Regions from separate parts of the Macaca mulatta genome. Here region 2 is linked to region 1. The links are chromatin contacts, called in public Hi-C maps. All regions are on one chromosome and are shown on one strand. Each heading gives the region's core, a stretch centred on a gene start, on an enhancer-like site or on the middle of the called end of the contact. The rest is flanking DNA. Distances are from core to core; before and after follow the strand shown.

Region 1 (5,946 bases), core at 2,496-4,995:
ACCAGGGGTCCTTGAAGAATTTACTCAGCTCTGCCCTCCCTTCCTTCCCCCAGCTTGAGAATCTCCCCCATCTCCTCCTGGCTGGCCCAAGTCTCCTTGGACCCCGCTTGGCTTCCCAGGCCTCTGCCCCTCTCACCTCCTGGCTCAGAACAATCTCCTCTTTGATTGCTGGCTCAGGCCCCACTGACTGTCAGGTCATCTGTACCTAATCAGGAGGAGCAGGGGCCTGAAGGATGATAAACGGGGCTTCTCATTTCAATAAAGTTTGTGCAGAATATTAGAAACAGCTGTGGGACTTGGCTGGCTGTGCCAGAACCTGTGGGGGCCTAGTGTTTGGGGGAAGAGAGTCGAGATGGAGAACACCAGGGCAGAAGTTTGTTTAAAGGGTGCTTTGCTACCTAGGGCTGGCAAAGCCAGTAAGCTTAGTTCAACACCAGCCCCTGCCCGGAGCCCTAGGCCTGGACCAGCCTGGAGAGTGCTCCGGAGTTGGAAGACTCAGGGCGCGGCCAGGCAGGTCTGGATTACACAGCAGGCGTTTATTTACCTTTTTCGTCATTTATTTTACAAATACCACATAGATTTCTCTGCAGATTGCTTTTCTCACCTAACAAAACATTGTGCAAATCCCTCTAATTTATTCTTTTTAAAAAAATCATGGTAAAATGCACATAACATAAAATGTACAATCTTACCCATTTTCAGGTGTACAGTTCGGTCGTGTTAAGTATATTCACATTGTTGTGGACCCCATCTCCGGTACTTTTTCTCTTCCAAAACTGCAATTCTATATCCATGAAACAACTCCCCCTTTTCCCTCCCTCTCTAGCCGCTGGTAACCACCCTTCCACTTTCTGTCTCTGTGGTTTTGACTGCTCTAGGTATCTCATCTAAGTGGAATCCTAGAACATTTGTCTTTCTGTAATGTATTGTTTTAAAAGTTGTATAACATTACATTATATGGGTATATATATGTATATCATTCAATCAATACTAATGGTTTTGCCACTACAAAAAAAAATGCTATATTTTTGTATGCATATCCTCAAATACTAAAGCTTGCTTTTTTTTCCCTATAGTATAATTTCTAAGAATTACATAGCTCAGTCAAAGAGATGTATATTTTTAGTTTTCGTATATTTTACCAGGTCCCTTTCTCAAAAGTCTGGGGTAATTCACACATCCACCAGCTGTGATTAAAGGTGGTTTCTCCCTCATCTTCTCCAGCTCTCGGTATGATCATTCTTATTAAGTTTTGCTATTCTGATAAATAAAAAGCAGTATCCCATCTCTAAAATTTGCATTTCCTTGACTCTTAGTGAGGTTCAGCATCTTTCCATAAATGTATTGTCCATTTGGATTTTTCTCTTCCATGAATCACCTATTTCTATCTTTTGCCTATTTTTCTACTAGTTATTTTTCTTTCTTATTGACAGACAGGATTTTTGTGTACCAGAAATTAACTCGTTATTGGTGGTACATATTGAAATATTTTCTCCAGTCTATAGTTTGTCTTTTGACTTTACATATGGTATCTTTTATCTTTCTGGGGTTTTTTTGTGTGTGTGTGTTTGTGTGTGTTTTGAGACAAAGTCTCACTCTGTTGCCCAGGCTGGAGTGCAGTGGTGCGATCACAGCTCACTGCAGCCTTGATCTCCTGGGTTCAAGCCATCCTCCTGCCTCAGCCTCCCAAGTAGCTAGGACTACAGGCATGCACCACCACACCTGGCTAATTTTTGAATTTTTTGTAGAGGCAAGGTTTTGCTGTGTTCCCCAGGCTAGTCTCGAACTCATAAGCTCAAGCGATCTGCCCACCTTGGTCTCCCAAAGTGCTGGGATTACAGGTGTGAGCCACAGCCACTGCACCCAGCAATATCTTTTTTTTTTTTGTAATATAAAGTCTCACTCTGTTGGCCAAGCTGGAGTGTAGTGGCAAAATCTCGGCTCACTGCAACCTCCCCCTCCTGGGTTCAAGCAATTCTCCTGCCTCAGCCTCCCGAGTAGCTGGGACTATAGGCATGTGGCACCATGCCTGGCTAATTTTTGTATTTTTAGTAGAGATGGGGTCACTATGTTGGCCAGGCTGGTCTTGAACTCCCGACCTCATGATCCCAGTGGTATATTTTATCTTTCTAAAATGTAAGCATCTTATGTCTCTCTTTCCTGTGTAGCTTCTGGATTTTTCTATTTTATTTAGAAAAATCTCTTCAAACTCTAGATCATATAGTCTCCTAATATTTTTGCTCATGAAACTGTTTTAAATGTTACATTTAAAACTTTCAGCTCTCTGAAATTTCGTTTTAATAATTTAATGAGGAAGAGATCTTAACCTTTTTTTTTTCATTCAGACATAGAGCCAACTGTGCCTATACAATTTATTAAAGAAACCATAGTTGAATCCACTGGTTTGAAATACCACCTTTATTGTACCCTATAATCCATACGCACAGGGATAAATTTCTGAACTTTGTTCTATTTCTGCCCCACGGGGCTATTTATCTTGTCCTGTACTTTTAATGTACGATTTGATGCCAGTAATTTTATAGTTTTCCTTAGGCCACTTATAATATTTCTTTGCTGCTGTTGTTTTCATCGTTATCATTATAAAAATTTTTCCAGCTGTCAGAGCCTGGGAATGTCAGTAACTTCAAAACAGGCCAGAATAAAGCCAAGAAGGGGAGGGATGGGCCCATTCCTTACCTGCCCAGGTGCCTTTCCAGGAATCAGCAGAGGCAGTGACCAGACAACGATATTGGGTGAGCACCCACTATGCATTCAGCATTGCTCTTACCACTAATGACAAGGCTGAAAGACCAGAACTTCCAGCACCGCGGTAACAAGGTTCTTATTTCTCAGCTCGGGACCTGTATCTTCTATAGTCAGTTTTGCAATGTTGGGCTTGGACCCTGCCAACTCCATTTCTGCTTTGCCCATCACTAGAGGGAGGCTGCAAACGGGACAGGAAGTGTGGACAGGCTCCTTCCTGTTTGCATCTGTGTGTTCCCTTTTAGGGCACCCCAGCAACACATCTTCACCCCAGGAACAGCAGGCCCTTCCTGGAGCAGCACCTGGTCCAGTTTGCAGTGTTTCCAACACTTGCAGCTTCATCATCCCCCCCACCCCAGCCCTGCACCCCTACCTGAGAGACCCCAGCACCAGCTGGCAGGTGCCCCTTCCACAGAGGTCTGGGTGCAGGAGTCCTTCCTTCACACCCAGAGACCCCAGCTCCCACTGAGTTGCGCCCCCTCCTCAGATGTCTGGGTCACAGGCTCTGGAACCCGCCTTTAAAAATCTTCCTTAGGGTTCTCCAGCCCTGGAGTGGTAGCTGCTCCTGCAGTTGCAACTCCCAGGAAGCCTTACTCTTCTCTCCTTACCTAATTAACAACTTCATACCTCATTACCAGTTCCTTATGCTGAATTCTCTTTTCAAACTAACTGGTGTGTGGTTTCTGTCTCCTGACTGAACCCCAGTTGACATAGGTAATGAGGAATTGAACTTTTCTGGGAAGTGAGGGCTGCCTCTCTTGGCCGCCCTGCTGAGAGCTCCCTTCCCTCCTCCATTCCCAGAATTATTTGGCTGATGGTCACCAAGGAGACGGCTGACAATTTCCAGTTGCCAAGCCTCACCCTGGAGCTCTACAGAGACATTATGGAAACTCCCCACTCCTTCCTGCTCCCCAGCCAGGGAACTTGGAGCATCTAGCCAGGTTGGGTGGAGGGCACTGGGAGGGGAGGTGACAAGCCTGAAGATGGAGAGAGCAACTAGAAGTTTCCCTGGGCCCTGGCTTCCCCGACAGACCTCAAAAGTCTGGCCCACCCTTGAAGGCTACGGCCGGCCCAGTGGGCATCCCCTGTACTGCGTCCAGACAGACTCCTACCAGAGCCCTCCAACCAGACCTTCAACAACAGAGAACTCTCCCTATATTGTCATTCCCAGCCTGGTAGCAGCACCATTGCCAGATGGGGCAGAACCCAGGAAGAGCCTGGGAACTGAAGTGCTAGGAGTGTTTCCTGGGGGAAGGAGCTGCAGCTGTCCTGAGCACTCTGCTCATATCAGATGGCACTCAAATGCACTGAGAACTAGTGCCACAGCCCAGGAAAAAGCAACAACAACAACAATGCTAACAACAATAATAGTAGTGGTGTAGAAGGTGTGACTCTTACTCTACAAACTTAGGTGCACAAAAATATCCATTTCTCTATTTCACTAAAATCAAGTAGAGTTGAGTTCATTCCTGGGGCTCCTGCCTTTTCTCCAGTGTCCCACCAGCACCTGGGGGCTTTTTGCTATGTTTTTAATGTGTCCCCAAAATTCAAGTGTTGCCAATGTGGCAGTATTAAGAGATGGGGTCTCCAAGAGGTGGTTAGGCCATGAGGGCTCCTCCCCTGTGAATGAGAGTAGCTGCCCTTATAAAAGGGCTTGACAGAGGGAGTTTATCCCTTTTTGCTCTGCTGCCTTCCACTGTGTGGGGACATGGCCTTCGTCTCCTCTGGAGGCACCATCTTGGAAGACACCATCAGCCCTCAGCAGACACCGAACCTGTTGGAGCCCTGGTCTTGGACTTCCCAGCCTCCAGAACTGTGAGAAAACAAATTTCTGTTCTTTATAAATTACCCAGTCTCAGGTATTCTAGTATAGCCTCACAAATTGACTAAGAAATTTAGGAGGAACAAAACCAGGGGAAGGCCTCTAACTGCTGGTCCATCGTGGTGGTTGTTGGCCTGCTCATTGTCCAAGCCTTCTGTGGGCCTGTGCAGTCAGCAATAGCTCTCCAGTCCTGTACGCTCTGGGGTCCTGGCCTGCTGTCTCCAGACTGTTCTTCTCCCAGGTACCTAGTGACCTCTGACCTATCCCCAAACTCAGGAAAATCTCTTCCTCTCTGTTCCAACTGCCCCCAAAGGCACTCTCCTTTCTCCTTCTCACCCCTTCCACCACCCAGCACACCTCACACAACTTTTACGAAATTAGGAAGATGTTAACGTCTATGTCGAGCAGGTACAGCTTCTTCCCTCCAAGAATCCCCGTGGTAATGCAGGGCTAGAGGCCTGGTGAAAGCAGCATCTGGTCTATTTTTGTGAGGTAGTTTAAGATAATCCAAAGACATTGGGACATCTCATTGCTGAATGTTTTAGTATTCATTAAAAAATAGAAACATTGTCTTACACAATCAAAAAAACTATTCTCACATAAAACAAAATTAATTTTCTAACTTTTTTTTTTTTTTTTTTTGAGACTGAGTCTTTTTCTGTTGCCCAGGCTGGAGTACAGTGGCACGATCTTGGCTCACTACAACCCCCACCATCCGGGTACAAGTGGTTTTCATGGCTCAGCCTCCTGAGTAGCTGGGACTACAGGAACACGCCACCACACCCAGCTAATTTTTGTATTTTTAGTAGAGAGAGAGAGTTTCACCATATTGGCTAGGCTGGTCTCGAAATTCTGACTTCAAGGGATCTGCCTGCCTCAGCCTCCCAAAGTGCTGGGATTACAGGTGACAGCCACCATGCCTGGCTTCTAATATTGTCTAATAAACATTTAGTCCCATTTCACGGAGGAAAAACTAAGACTTGAAGCGGGTGAGCAACTTGTTCATCATCACTCAGCTAGTGGATAACAGAGCCAAGATCCGAACCCTGATGTGACTCCAGCTCTCCTCTTTCTTCACATGTCTGAACAGCGGCTTATACGCTCTTACTAATCCACCATGTGGCTCTCACAACAGCCCTGAGCAGTGTCAGGATGGGCATTGCAATCATATTTTTAACCAGTCAGGAAACAGAACATGAGTGTTTTGCTCCATGTGCCCAGATAGGGTTGGTTGAGAAAGGGCCCCCGGAATGGAAAGCAGATGGAAGGAGGGTTAGTTCCCAGGCAAAGCTGGTGCCAGAAACTAGGCCTCCTTCCCCACGGCCCCAACAGGTGCTCTCCCAGGACTGTCACTGCCTGAG
Region 2 (5,946 bases), core at 2,506-5,005, 250 kb after region 1:
AGGAAGCAGCCAGTGGCTGGCACTGATCAGGTGCACACAAAGGTGTCTGTGTTCCTGTCTGGCCCTCCCCAGCGGGCCTTGGACCCTGCCCTCTCCATCCCGTATATCCCAGGCGTCCTGAGCTGCCTGGCCTTTTCAGCGATGACTGGGACAGGACACCAGCACTGACAGCTCTTGTCACAGCCCCCCAGGCCTCATTCATGCTGGAGAGGCGAGGACAGCTTAATTCCCAAACTCAGACACAGGACTGCCTGCCGGAGAGCATGGGGCAGCCACTGACCCCCACCCCACCCTCCCCAGGAGGCAGGCACCTGGGAACAAAGGCCCTGGTGTCCCCTCTGCTCTCCTCCCTCCTCTGACCTCCCCTTCCCGTCTTTCTGCACCAAACAGCAGGCACTGATGGCAGTTAAATTGTCCAGGGATGAGTGATGCTGGGGGCTTAGGAGGATGAGAAGGAACGAGCTTTGGACATGATAACCTCAACCCTTCCCTACTCCAGCCCCCATTTGGGGACAGGGAAAGGAATTGATGTCAGATGCAGGGGTTTCGCTTAGCCCCAGTATTCTGGGCTTCTGGCCCCCAAACCAGGAACCAAGGAGCACTGGCTTCATGCCAACACCTTCAAACCAGCCCACACTCCATGTGGAACCCAAGGCCCTTCAGGAGCTGTCGGACAGCCCCAGGGAGCTGCCGGCCATGCTGTGTTCTCCTGGCATCTTCCCATTCCCAGGCCAGCCACCTTGGCTGGGGGTATCTGCCATGACCTTCACTCCCTGAGCCCTTGGTCTTCACATCCATGGTGACCAATCCCAGACGGGGGTTCCCCTAGTCCCATCCAGTTTGGGGAACAACTGTGCCCCTCCCATTTTTGAGGCCATCTCCTAAGCTAGCCTGCAGGCTCCTCATGTGCTCCTGAGGTTTGAACAACCACCTGGGCAGGACCTGCCCTCTCCCAAGTCAAAGCCACTAATTCAGCTTGGAATGCCCGTCTCCACATGCAGTGGGGAGGAACTGAGCCCCCTGTTCTGCTGTTCCTTTCCTAGCTCTCCCCGAACCTGCAGTCAGAATAGCAGAGTTAGAGCTGTTCTTCATTCCCATTAGGACTCTAGAAAGGCTAATGGCTCCAAAGAGCGTAACCGCATGACCCACCTCCTCTCTAGAAAAGGTGCTAGAAATCTAATCAGGCAGCAATATAGCACTGGGGGTAAGTCTGTGCATCCAGGCCTGTGTCCTTGCTTTCTGGGTGCGTGCCCTCGGGCAGTCTGCCCAAGCTGATTTCCTCATCTCTGAAATATCTCCTTCGCGGAAGTGCTGCGGGATTCAGTGAGCTCACACAGCACAGCCCCAGCACCGTGCCTGGCTCGCTGCGAGTGTCCAATGTAAGCCAGCCCCTGCTGCTGTGGCCACCTTCCCCAGCAGCGGCTGGTGTGTGCTACGGGCCGGTGTGTGCTACGGGCCAGTGTGCGCTACGGGCTGGCGCGCGCCGCGGCTGGCGCGTGCCACGGGCTGGTATGTGCTATGTGCTGACTGTGTCTCCCAAATTCCTACATTGAAGACTCAACCCCGGAACCTCAGAATGTGACGGCCCTTGGAGATAAGCCTTTAAGGGGGTGACTCAGTTGAAATGGGGCCTGGAGGATGTGCTATCACTGACTCTGACCAGTGTCCATGTAAGAAGGGGTGATCAGGTCACAGGCCTACACCAAGGAGAAGCTGTGTGAGGGCACACAAAGCAGGTGGCCATTGGCAACAGAGAGGCCTCCAGAGAAACCAAGCCTGCCAACACCTTGGTCTTGGACTTCCAGCCTTCAGAACCATGAGCAAATGAATTTCTGTTGTTTAAGCCACTCAGGCTGTGATATTTCGTTCCGGCAGCCCGAGCAAACTAACACAGCATGACCAGGCCCATCCCTCCCAGCCCACGCACCGTGCAGGATGCCAGGCCCCAGAAAGGACGGGAAGGCCCAGGGCAGGATAGTAAAAGGCCCGACGTCCAGGTCCCTTCTGGGAGGCTTCACTTCCAAGTACAGTCTGGATTTCTAAACTGGATCCAAATATTGAGTTTCTACACTGCCCTTCTCTGAGATGCTGAATTTGTGGGTTCCAGTAAAGGATTAGGGATGTTATGTCTTCTCCTAAATAAGTAATCTCGGCATAACTAGCCTCAGGGTCCTGAAACTAGAAAGGATCTCAGAGATTGTCTTATCTAAGGACTGAGATAATCAACTTTGTCTCATCTGCCCATTTTACAGGTGAGGACAATGAGGTCTGGAAAGATGGTGACACAGCTAGATAGTGGCAGAATTAAAAAAGAACCCAGTTGCCTTCTTTCCATTAGGAGATCTGCCTTTCTGCTCCAAGTGCACACTCGCTCATCCCTGCCTGGGATCTGGGAGGGCTGGAGAGAGGAGAGTCGGGACTTCTCTTTCGGTCTCTCAGCACCTGGTTCACTGGAGACACAGGTTAAGCGTGGGGCTCCCAAGTTAGACGGACACAGGTCAAAACCTAGTTCTGCTGTGCACAGATGTGACCTCGGGAAATCAATGGGCCACTCTGGGCTTCATGTTCGTCATCTGTAACATGGAAACAGAAACGAGGAAGAACAGTATACCCCTCACAAGGCTATTACTGGGAGCTTTTAAATGTAACAGGCTCCACACAGGCAACAAAGGGCGAACACAGAAATCACCATGAGTGCTGGGTTTCGGGGTTTCGCGTGGGAGTAGGGAAAGGAAGAGCGAGTCTCAGCTGTGATCACAGGCCCTCTACGCCTCTTGCTTCCTCTTGTGGAATTTTCTTTCCTAGGCTGGAGAAGTAGGGTGACAAGGGAAATCTGGCTTATAACTCCAGAAAATAAACCCAAAGGTACTTCTGGAAAATTCTGTAACTTTAGACAGGAAAAAGGCCAGACTCCCCGGCAGGGCCAGGACGGGCTGGCAGCCTCTCAGGCATGGCTTGAAGGAGGCCCTGGTGTGAGACAGAGGCTCGGAGGGCCGCACAGAGCCCAGGGCACAGTGGCTTGCTCCCTCCCTGTCCTCCTGTCGCCTTCCGTCTCCCAACCTCTCTTCTCCTCTGTCTTCTTTCCCACAAAGGTGGCACCTTCAGTGGCCGGCGAGTCCCTGGCAGCTGTGAGTGAGTGAGACCAGTCTTGGCAGCTGTCTGTTGGCAATGGAGTTGGAGCATCCCAGCGTCCCGGTGGGGGTGATGCCCACAGCCAGAGGCCCCTCCCAGCATGGGGAGACCCTGATTCCAAGGGGGAGATTCTCGCCTGACCCTCAGAGCGGGCGCTGCATGAAGTGATGACCACACGCCCCTTAAAGCCAGCTGCAGAGAAAGTGGGTGGGTGGGTCTGGCCACCACAAGCTCCTCGGAACACAGGCTGGAGGTTTGGGATGAGGGGCCCAAGGCTGTCCACCTGGGCGGCAGAGAGGCCCAAGAGGACAAGAACCGGCCCCAGAGAACAGAGAGATGAAAGGGGTGATGAGGACAAGCTGGCGTCTTCCTGGAAGCCTGGATGAGAGAGGAGACAGTACCAGCCGCTCTCCCCGTGGGCCTCCCCCCTGCTTGCTCCCTGACCTCGCTGAGCACATCAAAGCGGGAACCCCTTCTCCCAGGCTGGCTCCCTGAATGGCCCAGGTCATCACCGGCTCCTTGAAGCTGCTGACGGACAGATGGTAATCGCTCCCAGCCTGCTGAAAGAGGACGCGGCTCCAGGTCAGAGCTGGGCCTTGGTGGGCTCCCTGCATGCGAGGCTGTCTTGGCTGCCCTCTTCTCGGTCCCCCTCACGGCTCCCTGGGACAGTCTGGTTAGTTTGCCTTGGGGAAAGAGGGTGCTCGGGTGGCTCTGACGCGGGGGTTCACAGGCCCACAGGCACAGCAGGTGAGATGTGCAGAGACCTCAGGGGTCTGAGGACCCCTCAGTCCATGTCAGACAGGCCGTGGGAGCGGCGGAGGATCGTGCAGGGAGGGCAGAGGTGAGGCCTGCCCTGGGGAAGTTCATCACCCAAGAACAGCAGAGGATGAAGGGAACAGCCGGGCCGGCACTCACACACTTAGCGTGTCGAAAACACGTCACTGTAGCAGAGGCGCCCAAGCTGCCACGATTCCTTTCCCTCCACTATTTAGTAAATAATGCAGGGAAATCATCCATTTGCCCGATTTTACTTAGTCAAAATTGTACATAACTATCAGTCAGTGCATCTGATCAACAGAGATAGCAACTTTTCACTACATTAAACCAAAACTAAATCAGCAAAGAGCTAAGAATGCTTGACGTTTAGCTACAATGAACTCACGTGGTAGGTAAATGCCTGTTTCTATTAGGCTTTTGGGTAGTTGAGAACAGCTTGACTATATTTTCTACATTTTTATAATGAACATGTAACAAACACTCTTACCACTGAGTGTGTAGGAATCAAATTCTATTTGAACTTCACTCAAAAAGCCCAAACCATGACCTCCTACTACTCCACCCCCCATGAGAGAAGAGAAAACCCAGTGTCAAGCAAGTTAAAAAAGTAGGGGGTCGAGATTTACAACGCGGGAGTAGCCACGGCGAGGGTTATCGGGGGTTAGAGAAAGACAGTAAGGCTCTTGTGCAGGATACTTCACACTTGATTAAATCCTGCTCCCGTTTTTTTGGAGTAGCTTAGCCTGGAGAGGGATAAAAGCTGGAGTACTGCTGCCATCTGGTGGCAACATCAGAAAATGCATTTTACTTCATTCATATTACTACAATAATAAAACTACATTTTACTCTATGAAATTGTCTATATTTGACCCAGTGTAACCATCAAAAATGAAAACCTACAAAAAAATTCCACTTGGGAAAGAACAGCCTTCAACAAATGGTGCTGGGACGGCTGGCTAACCAGTCAAAAATGGACACCATCCTTACACCACACATAGAAATGATTTAGGATTACAGACCTAAATCTAGAAAACCCTTAGAAAAAAACCCAGAAGGAAATCTGCAAGACTTTGTATTAGGTGATGGTTTCTTAGATATGACACCAAAAGCACAAGCAACAAAAGGAAAAATAAATTGGATGACATCAAAATTGAAAACTTTCCTATTACAAATGATATAATCAAGAACATGAAAAGACAACACAAATGGAAAAAATATTTGCAGACAATACCTCTAATAAGACAGTGGTATCTAGGCCGGGCGCCGTGGCTCATGCCTGTAATCTCAGCACTTTGGGAGGCCAAAACAGGTGGATCACTTGAGGTCAGGAGTTCGAGACCAGCCTGGCCAACATGGCGAAACCCCATCTCTACTAAAAATACAAAAATTGGCTGAACATGGTGGTGCACGCCTGTAAACCCAGCTACTGGGGAGGCTGGGGCAGGAGAATCGCTTGAACCCAAGAGGTGGTGGTTGCAGTGAGCCAAGATCACGCCGTTGCATTCTAGCCCAGGCAACAAGAGTGAAACTCTGTCTCAAACAAACAAACAGACAAAACCAAAAAAAAAAGTGGAATCCAGGATACATAAAGAACTCCTACAAATTAATAATAAAAGCAAATAACTGAATTTTAAAATGGGCAAAAGATTTGCATAGATATTTCTTTAAGTTGTATAGTCAATAAACACACGAAAAGATGCCCAGTATCATTAGCCACTAGTGAAATGCAAATCAAAACCACAGTGAGAAACCACTTCACATCCACTAGGATGGCTATAATCAGAAAGACAAGTAACAACAAGTGCTGGTAAGAAACTAGACCCCTCGTACATTGCTGCTGGGAATGTAAAATGGTGCAACCCCTTTGGAAAACAGTCTGGCAGCTCTAGAAACAGAGTTGCCATATGACCCAGCAATTCCACTCCTAGGTAGGTACCCAAGAAAAGTTAAAACACACATCCACATAAAAGCTTACACATGAATGTTCAAAGCAGCATGATTCACAATTGTCAAAAAGTGGAAACAACCAACAACTGA

Evidence for each region. A called contact is a pair of places that touch in the nucleus more often than the background predicts.
Region 2: a contact with region 1 is called in a Hi-C map of sperm, with 4 times the contacts expected there. The contact joins two enhancer-like sites. A contact is called at or near these places in 9 of 14 Hi-C or Micro-C datasets (CD4 T cells, blood, fetal cortex germinal zone and 5 more).

What each region holds. Positions count from the first base shown.
Region 1 is chr14:126,336,061-126,342,006 of T2T-MMU8v2.0, forward strand. No RefSeq gene overlaps it. Among named protein-coding and RNA genes, the nearest start is that of VSIG10L2, 13 kb to the right of the region's middle. Within about 2 kb of position 3,746, at least 3 of the 40 cell types and tissues checked have an H3K27ac peak or open chromatin away from gene starts, as enhancers often do.
Region 2 is chr14:126,588,431-126,594,376 of T2T-MMU8v2.0, forward strand. All of the region lies in intron 7 of RPUSD4 (RNA pseudouridine synthase D4), which reads right to left. Among named protein-coding and RNA genes, the nearest start is that of RPUSD4, 19 kb to the right of the region's middle. Within about 2 kb of position 3,756, at least 3 of the 40 cell types and tissues checked have an H3K27ac peak or open chromatin away from gene starts, as enhancers often do.